Linked DNA regions of Mus musculus: region 1 is linked to region 2. A link is a contact called in public HiChIP or PLAC-seq data. All regions are on one chromosome and are shown on one strand. Each heading gives the region's core, a stretch centred on a gene start, on an enhancer-like site or on the middle of the called end of the contact. The rest is flanking DNA. Distances are from core to core; before and after follow the strand shown.

What was found. HiChIP or PLAC-seq counts read pairs in DNA pulled down with a chosen protein or histone mark.
Region 1: a contact with region 2 is called in a FOXA1 HiChIP or PLAC-seq map of pancreatic cancer cells. The contact joins two enhancer-like sites. A contact is called at or near these places in 3 of 484 Hi-C or Micro-C datasets (cerebral cortex, embryonic stem cells and ventricular fibroblasts) and 1 of 115 datasets of contacts at active chromatin or transcription factors (pancreatic cancer cells).

Annotation. Positions count from the first base shown.
Region 1 is chr10:116,179,394-116,183,070 of GRCm38.p6, reverse strand. The region is part of intron 5 of Ptprr (protein tyrosine phosphatase, receptor type, R); the gene reads right to left. Among named protein-coding and RNA genes, the nearest start is that of Taf7l2, 67 kb to the right of the region's middle. Within about 2 kb of position 1,795, at least 18 of the 459 cell types and tissues checked have an H3K27ac peak or open chromatin away from gene starts, as enhancers often do. A contact at or near this core is called in pancreatic cancer cells, where this site is marked.
Region 2 is chr10:115,779,037-115,782,541 of GRCm38.p6, reverse strand. No RefSeq gene overlaps it. Among named protein-coding and RNA genes, the nearest start is that of Tspan8, 36 kb to the left of the region's middle. Within about 2 kb of position 2,216, at least 29 of the 459 cell types and tissues checked have an H3K27ac peak or open chromatin away from gene starts, as enhancers often do. A contact at or near this core is called in pancreatic cancer cells, where this site is marked.

The DNA.
Region 1 (3,677 bases), core at 546-3,045, 400 kb before region 2:
GTTATTATTGTTATCATCATCATCATCATTATTACTTTATTACTATGAGTAAAGGGGTTATAGATTACTTAATTAATAAACAGAATAATTTGAGCTACAGGTGTACTTTGGCAATGGTGTCTTAGTCAATCATATCAGCTAAGTCTATCTGGGTCTATCTCCCTTACCCATAGAGATTGCACATAACAGGTTAGAGAAAACAAAGCTCTTTATGTTCACTTTTGGGATGAACACATTGCATGACGTTCAGAGCCTAGTGGTCCAACAGAGTAGTCCCTGCTGTAGGTACCAGAGCATGTCTAGAGAATCCTTCTACTTCATACCTGGATGGCTCTTCTGTGGGTTCACCATACCAGCACGTTTACATGCTAGCGACTGTTTGTGGTTTCTCAAATTGCTTTCCAGAAGCAATCTGGCCACTAGGTGTGTCTATGTACATTTTATGAGTACTTCTACACCGTTTAATAATCCTGTATGTTCATTGGAAGGTTTAATTTAGATGATAAAGGGTGTACTTTCTATTATGCACCCAAGTTCAAGAACTAATTCTTCTCAGTAATATATTTCCTTCATCAAAAACAGACTGAATGGAATCGAAGTTGCCCACACACTTTTTCTTGGAAAATTCTATTTGTCTATGTGCCAGCAGCCCGCCCACTCCCCGTTCACATTTGAGAAGCGCTAAATAAGTCACACATTTGAAAATGTCATGCTTGTCTAATTTTATGTCTGGCAATAAATATTACTTTTTCTGTATTTTAAGGAAACTAAACAATATGCCATATTTAAAAAAAACCTTGCCAAGTTTTATGCTAGTATTATATAGCAGATGTAACCTTTCATGACAACAATTTACCTATACAATGCCATGATAAAATCATCTGATTTTTATGTCAAGGCAATAAATATAAGAAGGACGGGCAAAAATAATGGCACTTGATATTCCATAAATATAATTAATGCCACCATAGGATCATTCTGAATTATAGCTTTTTCTTTGCCATGGAGTCAACAAAAGTGCAGGAGACAGTTGTATTGTGCATTTGAGAATTAGAAAGTGTGTCTCAGTCTATTTCGGCACAAAATACATCCTGTCTAACCAATACTAAGAGATCCTGACAAAAAAATAATTTAATATAATTATCAGAAGTATTTGGATTTAGGAAGATGAGTTGATTTTAGAGAATCATATTTGATGTGTCTCTAAATGTGAGCTGTGGCAAGTCATATCAGATAAATTTAGCTTCGTCTTAATCCTGTTAGAGAGTATTAGTTCTCCGTGAATATCAATCTCTCCCTAAGCACTGTAGCTCCTCTGTTCCGCTTTTAGTGATCCCCTCTACGGTAAAATTTAAGGCAGCGTTTGAAATCAATCAACCTATTTCTGTCATTCATTCATAATAATCGCTTGCGCACAAGTCAAGCGTTCTTGTTTCCATCTTTATTCTCCACCCCTTACCATGCTCTTCCCTAGAGAGGGAACCCCATGGCTTGATAAACAATCCAGATGACATAGAGGGCATTTAGTATTTTCCTTTCCCTGGTCATCAGACCCTCTGAATCCGTTCCTTGTATGTCACACAGCACTCTGTCTTCTATGCCTGCTCCTCTTCACTTCTCCATTCCTGTTCAACTCCCTTTTACCACAACCATGTGTGCAATCAGAAACTGAACTTCTAAGCACACTTGCATCATCTGCATGGACACTGTTTCCATTTCCCTGTTGAACCCGACAGTCTAAATCTGCTTCACCCCAACACCATTCTACCACTGTCTTCTCCGTCTGACATGCACATCCCACGCATGCGTGTATCTATCAGATGCCTGACTATTCTGCCTTAGCAATCACTACTATGCTATCTTCTTTGTGGTCCTGATTACAATTTAGTACTGAACAAAGGTATGATGTGACTGTTGATGCTTATGGAAAAACTGTGGGGAAAGTACAGAGTTCCCAGCCATGCCTGTATCATGAATAGCTTCCTTTGGTATAGTACATTTGTAATAAAGGAGGAAGCAGTATTGATGTTATCGACTCTGCCTCAGTGTGGATGAGATCACCCTTAGTGATGAACATTTTACACACTTGATGAATTCCTAAAGCCATGCAGTCATCGGAATGCAGAAGAAGTTCATTGCCCTAAAAATCTATATTCTCCACACAATAGCCTCTCTGTCCACCATGAACTGACAGCCATGGATCATTCTAATATCTTTATGTGTTTCTCGGGATGACATGTCGGTGGGCTCACACTGTATGTTCGCTGATATTTAAGACATGTTAGCCTTCGTCCATATTTCTCTCAGAGAACAGGGACTTTTGTGCCTTATCCTCTTCATTCCCACACTGGGTCCTCTGCATGAGTATGTCGCCTATGAACATGTTGCTTGACTGTGCGGATGAATCCACAAGAGACCTGACACCACCATCCACACCTTGGAAACATTCTTTTCTTGATGCGTTCTAGTAACATCGGAACATACTTTTTCAGGCTTGTGACGTTGACACAGGTGCTTTGCTAATATTAGAAGAGGAGTTGGCCTTGGTCCCAAAAAGCTGAGGGTGGGACCACTATGGGTCCTTTAGTCTGAGACCTTGCATGGTTGTACTCAGTCTGGGGGATATCCGGACATTATATTTCAATTACAGTCACCGAATCTGAAACCTATCTTACCTGCCAATAGCAAATCCTGTACTTTTTCTGCCCTTTAGTATCCAAGGCCGGCTTATGGACTGGCTTCTCACCTTTCCCTTTCATTCTTGCCTTTGCCTTCTGAATCTTACTCATTAATCCTCCAAACAGTCTGTTTATGTATCACTTCCTGCTCTCTTTTTTTTTTCCTTACTGTTCTAGAATCCCTCTTTTTCTCCTTGTCGTGATGAGGATTGAACATGGGGACCAACAAGCTCTAAGCAAGCCTTCTGTTGAGCTATACTTTTAGCTCATTCATCCTTTTAATCTGTGCAAGAGAATAAATCCTCGTTAGGACTAACAAGACAGAGGACAGAACTTGAGATTTTCCTGTGCTGAAGAAGGAAGGATCACATATCTTAAAGTGCAATCAGCCAGGAGAAGGAACTACACCCTTTGAAAAAGTACTCAGAGTCCCTTCCTGTGCACTCTTTGGTTGGTGGTATAGTCCCTGGGAGCTTTGGGGGTACTGTTTGGTTCATATTGTTGTTTGACTGTAAATCCCTTTAGCTCCTTGGGTCCTTTCTCTAGCTCCTCCATTGGGGACCCTGTGCTCAGTCCAATGGATGGCTGTGAGCCTCCACTTCTGTATTTGTCAGGCACTGGCAGAGCCTCTTAGGAGGCAGCTATATCAGGCTCTTGTCAGCAAGCACTTGTTGGCATCCGCAATAGTGTCTGGCTTTGGTAACTGTATATGGGATGGATCCCTAGCTGGGACAGTCACTGGATGGCCTTTCCTTCTGTCTCTGCTCCAAACTTAGGCTCCAGCCACATATGTAGCAGATGATGGCCTTGGGGGACATCAGTGTGAGGAGAGACCCTTGGCCTTGTGAAGGCTCAATGCCCCAGTGTAGGGAAATGCCAGGACAGGGAAGTGGAGTGGGTGGGTTAGTGACCAGGGGGATGGGAGAAGGGATGGGGGTATTTCTGATGGGAAATGAGGAAAGGGGATAAAATTTGAAATGTAAAAAAAGACAATATCTA
Region 2 (3,505 bases), core at 967-3,466:
ATGAGGATGGGTATTCCACAGGCAAATGAGACCAAGGAGCATGGTGCTTTGCCAGGGAGTTCCAGCATCATCCAGCAAGCAGAGAGAAGCCAGTGGAGGGGAGGACGTAAGGATGGGGCTATCCTCACACATGTGGCCTCTCCCAGGAAATAGCAGGCTCTAGAAACTGTAACGAAATGAGATTCTGAAATGGCTGCCGCTGTGGTTGTGTGTCTCGATGATAATATGTAAATAATATATGAAGTTCTCCTCACATTCATTAATGGACAATTGCGCAGGTGTTAGGAGGCTTTAGGAATTGTATGCGGTGCCACTCCACTTAGCAGAAATAGATGCTTCCAGTCTGTGGCGTCCCCTTGATTAAATGTCTACTTACTGGTTGGCATTCAGGACTTAACATGAATTTCCCATAATCACCGTACAGTACAGTTGAGTCAAGACATTGCAGTAAGAGCGCTTTGAATTTCATTTTGGATGTCCAAGATAAAGTCACATCTTGTAGCCCAGGCTGTCCTGGAAACTACGATCTTCCGTTCTCAGCTGGGGGTTGCTCATGCACTGGGCTGTGTTTTAAGGCATCTTTCAAAGATCCCTGTCTGACTTGGGTTTTACTTGTAGTTTGTGTATGGAGGCCCATTTATTTAGAGTGCTAAGGGAATAATGATTTCCACTGCCTTTCACGTTTGTTCTGCAAATGGTGATTTTTTTTCCAGACACTATGTTGACTGACAGTACAAACATAATAGCAATAATGTTGATTTTAAAATGACATCAACGTCACAATTGACAACATTTATATGGCACTTACTGGTCTTGGATGGCGTTATGAATGTTTATCACATAGACGTTTATTTAGTTCACATTTTGAAATCTGAGCAGGCATAGAGAGGGATAGCTGGTGGCCTCGGGGTGAATCAAGGTTTAAGGACAATAAAACTGTTCTAAAATTAGAATTGGAGATAGTTGCACAAATCTTTAAATATACTAAGAGCAATGACTAGTGGTTTGTTAATTTTTATATAAATAAAATCTGTCTAAACAAACCCTAAAAACCCAGGAAATAGAGTATAGCCCTATGCTGCAGATAAATAACCCAAAACACAGAGAACTCACCTTCTCTGTCTAAAGTAAAATAATAATAATAATAAATAATAAAATAACCTGGAAAATGACAAAATAGGGATTCAAATTTAGCCTCATATTAAATAATATATTTTCCAAAGCTGAAAACAGTATTGGTATTTTTACATGTCAGGTATAATACTTGTCCTTGTATCTAAATTATGCAGGATCACTCACCACACATTTAGAGAAAAGGAAAAAATATTTTAAGGAGAGCAGATCTGAATATTTGCCCACATGGCTTAGTGCTTGGTGCCTGACCTTCCTCCTAATGATTCTGAGATAATGAGGAGAGAGTTTTATAAACTAAACCATGTTAGAAAAGAAAGTAACAGAGACAGCTTACTCATTGCACATGAACATGCTACATTGCCCCCCCCTTGTGTGTGTGTGTGTGTGTGTGTGTGTGTGTGTGTGTGTGTGTGTATGTGTATGGATGTGTGTGTCGTGTATGTATGTGCATGTGTGTGTGTATGGATGTGTGTATGGGTGTGTATGGATGTGTATGTGTGTATGAGTGTGTATGTATGTGCATGAGTGTGTGTGTGTGTGTGTGTGTGTGTGTGTGTGTATGTGTATGGATGTGTATGTGTGTATGAGTGTGTATGTATATGCATGTGTGTGTGTGTATGTGTGTGTATGCATGTGTATGGATGTGTGTGTGTGTGTGTGTGTATGTGTATGTCTGTGTATGTATGTGCATGTGTGTGTGTGTATGGATGTGTGTATTGGTGTGTATGAGTGCGCGTGTGTGTGTGTGTGTGTGTGTGTGTGTATGTGTATGGATGTGTATGTATGTGCATGTGTGTGTGCGTGTATGCATGTGTATGGATGTGTGTATTGGTGTGTATGAGTGCGTGTGTGAGTGCGTGTGTGTGAGTGCACAGGTGTGGGCGCACTGGAAAGTCCCCTCCAGGATGCCCTGCACATTCTTTCCTGTGTGCTCAGCAGGTGCAGAACATCCCGGTGATAAGGGACAGTGACTCAGTGAATGACTCAGCTAGTTAAAGAGTAGCTTCAGCTACAACATCCTGGGCTCTAAAGTGGGTCACTTCTAGGCCATCCCGGAAGGAGAAAGGGCAGTGACCTTTCAGGGTCAATGAGGCAACACCTCCGAGCCTACACAGGTCAGCTTGTTCTCACACGCCTTGCCAAAGACACAGACTCTGGCTATCCCAAAACTAATTGTTACTGGTTATAAAGAAGACTAGGTAAGGGACTGTGTGGGTGTGCTCAAATTCCTCAGTATCCCGGGATTAATTTTTAATAAGGGGGTAAGGGGAAGCATGCCTTTAAATGGTATGGCTTCAGCCAGGTTGACACCAACTAGAAAACACTTAAACCCAAATGCATTGCCATAAAGACCAGTTACACAAATGGAGAGAAAGCCCTGTAAATGCTGCTGTGCCGTATTTATGCACCAAGCACAACACTGACCATGGACAAATGACGTACAACCTTTGGCACTGAAGGGGCTGCAGCGTAAGTGTTGCTCCCTGCCCAAAGCGCTTAGAGTGTCTGTGTTCACTAGAGCATTCTTCCATCCGCTGATGAATTACGGGTGTGCTATTTGTTTCCTACCTGGGACCATTTTCTATGGAAAATTAAAACCTAAAAATATGAATTCCTAAGAAAATACATTTTAAATGAAGTGATAAATCTGAAAAGTTTGAATTTTAATATTTAGGTGTTTTAAAAGATGCATTCTCCCCCCTCTCTCTCTCTCTCTCTCTATCCCTCCCTCTCGCTTCTTTCCCCTCCTCCCTCCTTCCCTCCCTTTCTCTCTCTTTTCTTTCACTTTGGCATGAGTTTTCCTTACTGAATCAAATTCCTCAATCCAACAAAAGTTTGGCACAATTTTCTTTTAGTTTATGTATTAAATGCATCAGGAGAAGGAGAAGCAGATAGGTAAGGTGTTTGTGGAACCATGTAATGGACTCTCATAACCAGAGTACCTTAACTGTGAATAAAGTCCTACTGGGCCACAGCAGTCATAATGGGCTAACCTGGTAAGAGGTAACCTGGGTTCCTTCTAAGGAACCTAGGCATCATCATCACCTCTTACAAGTTGTAGCAGTGAAACAGATTTTGCTGTGGGTACAAAGAAACAATTGGACACTGTTAATGAATGTTCACCATTGAGAAACCCTAGGTTATAGCTGGGCCAAAGCAGAGAGAGTATGGTTAGTCCTTGAGTGTTCACTAGAAACGTAAGAACAAACCAGGCTAGGGAAATGGCAATAAAGAAATGAAATGTCCATAACAGATGAGATGGTAAAGAGGGACACAGTTGTAAGACCCAGTCCAGGCAGTTAGGAAGACTTTACACAATCTACTTGGTAGGTAAAGGGCAGGCACGGCGGAGCATCTGCCCAAATCAGGA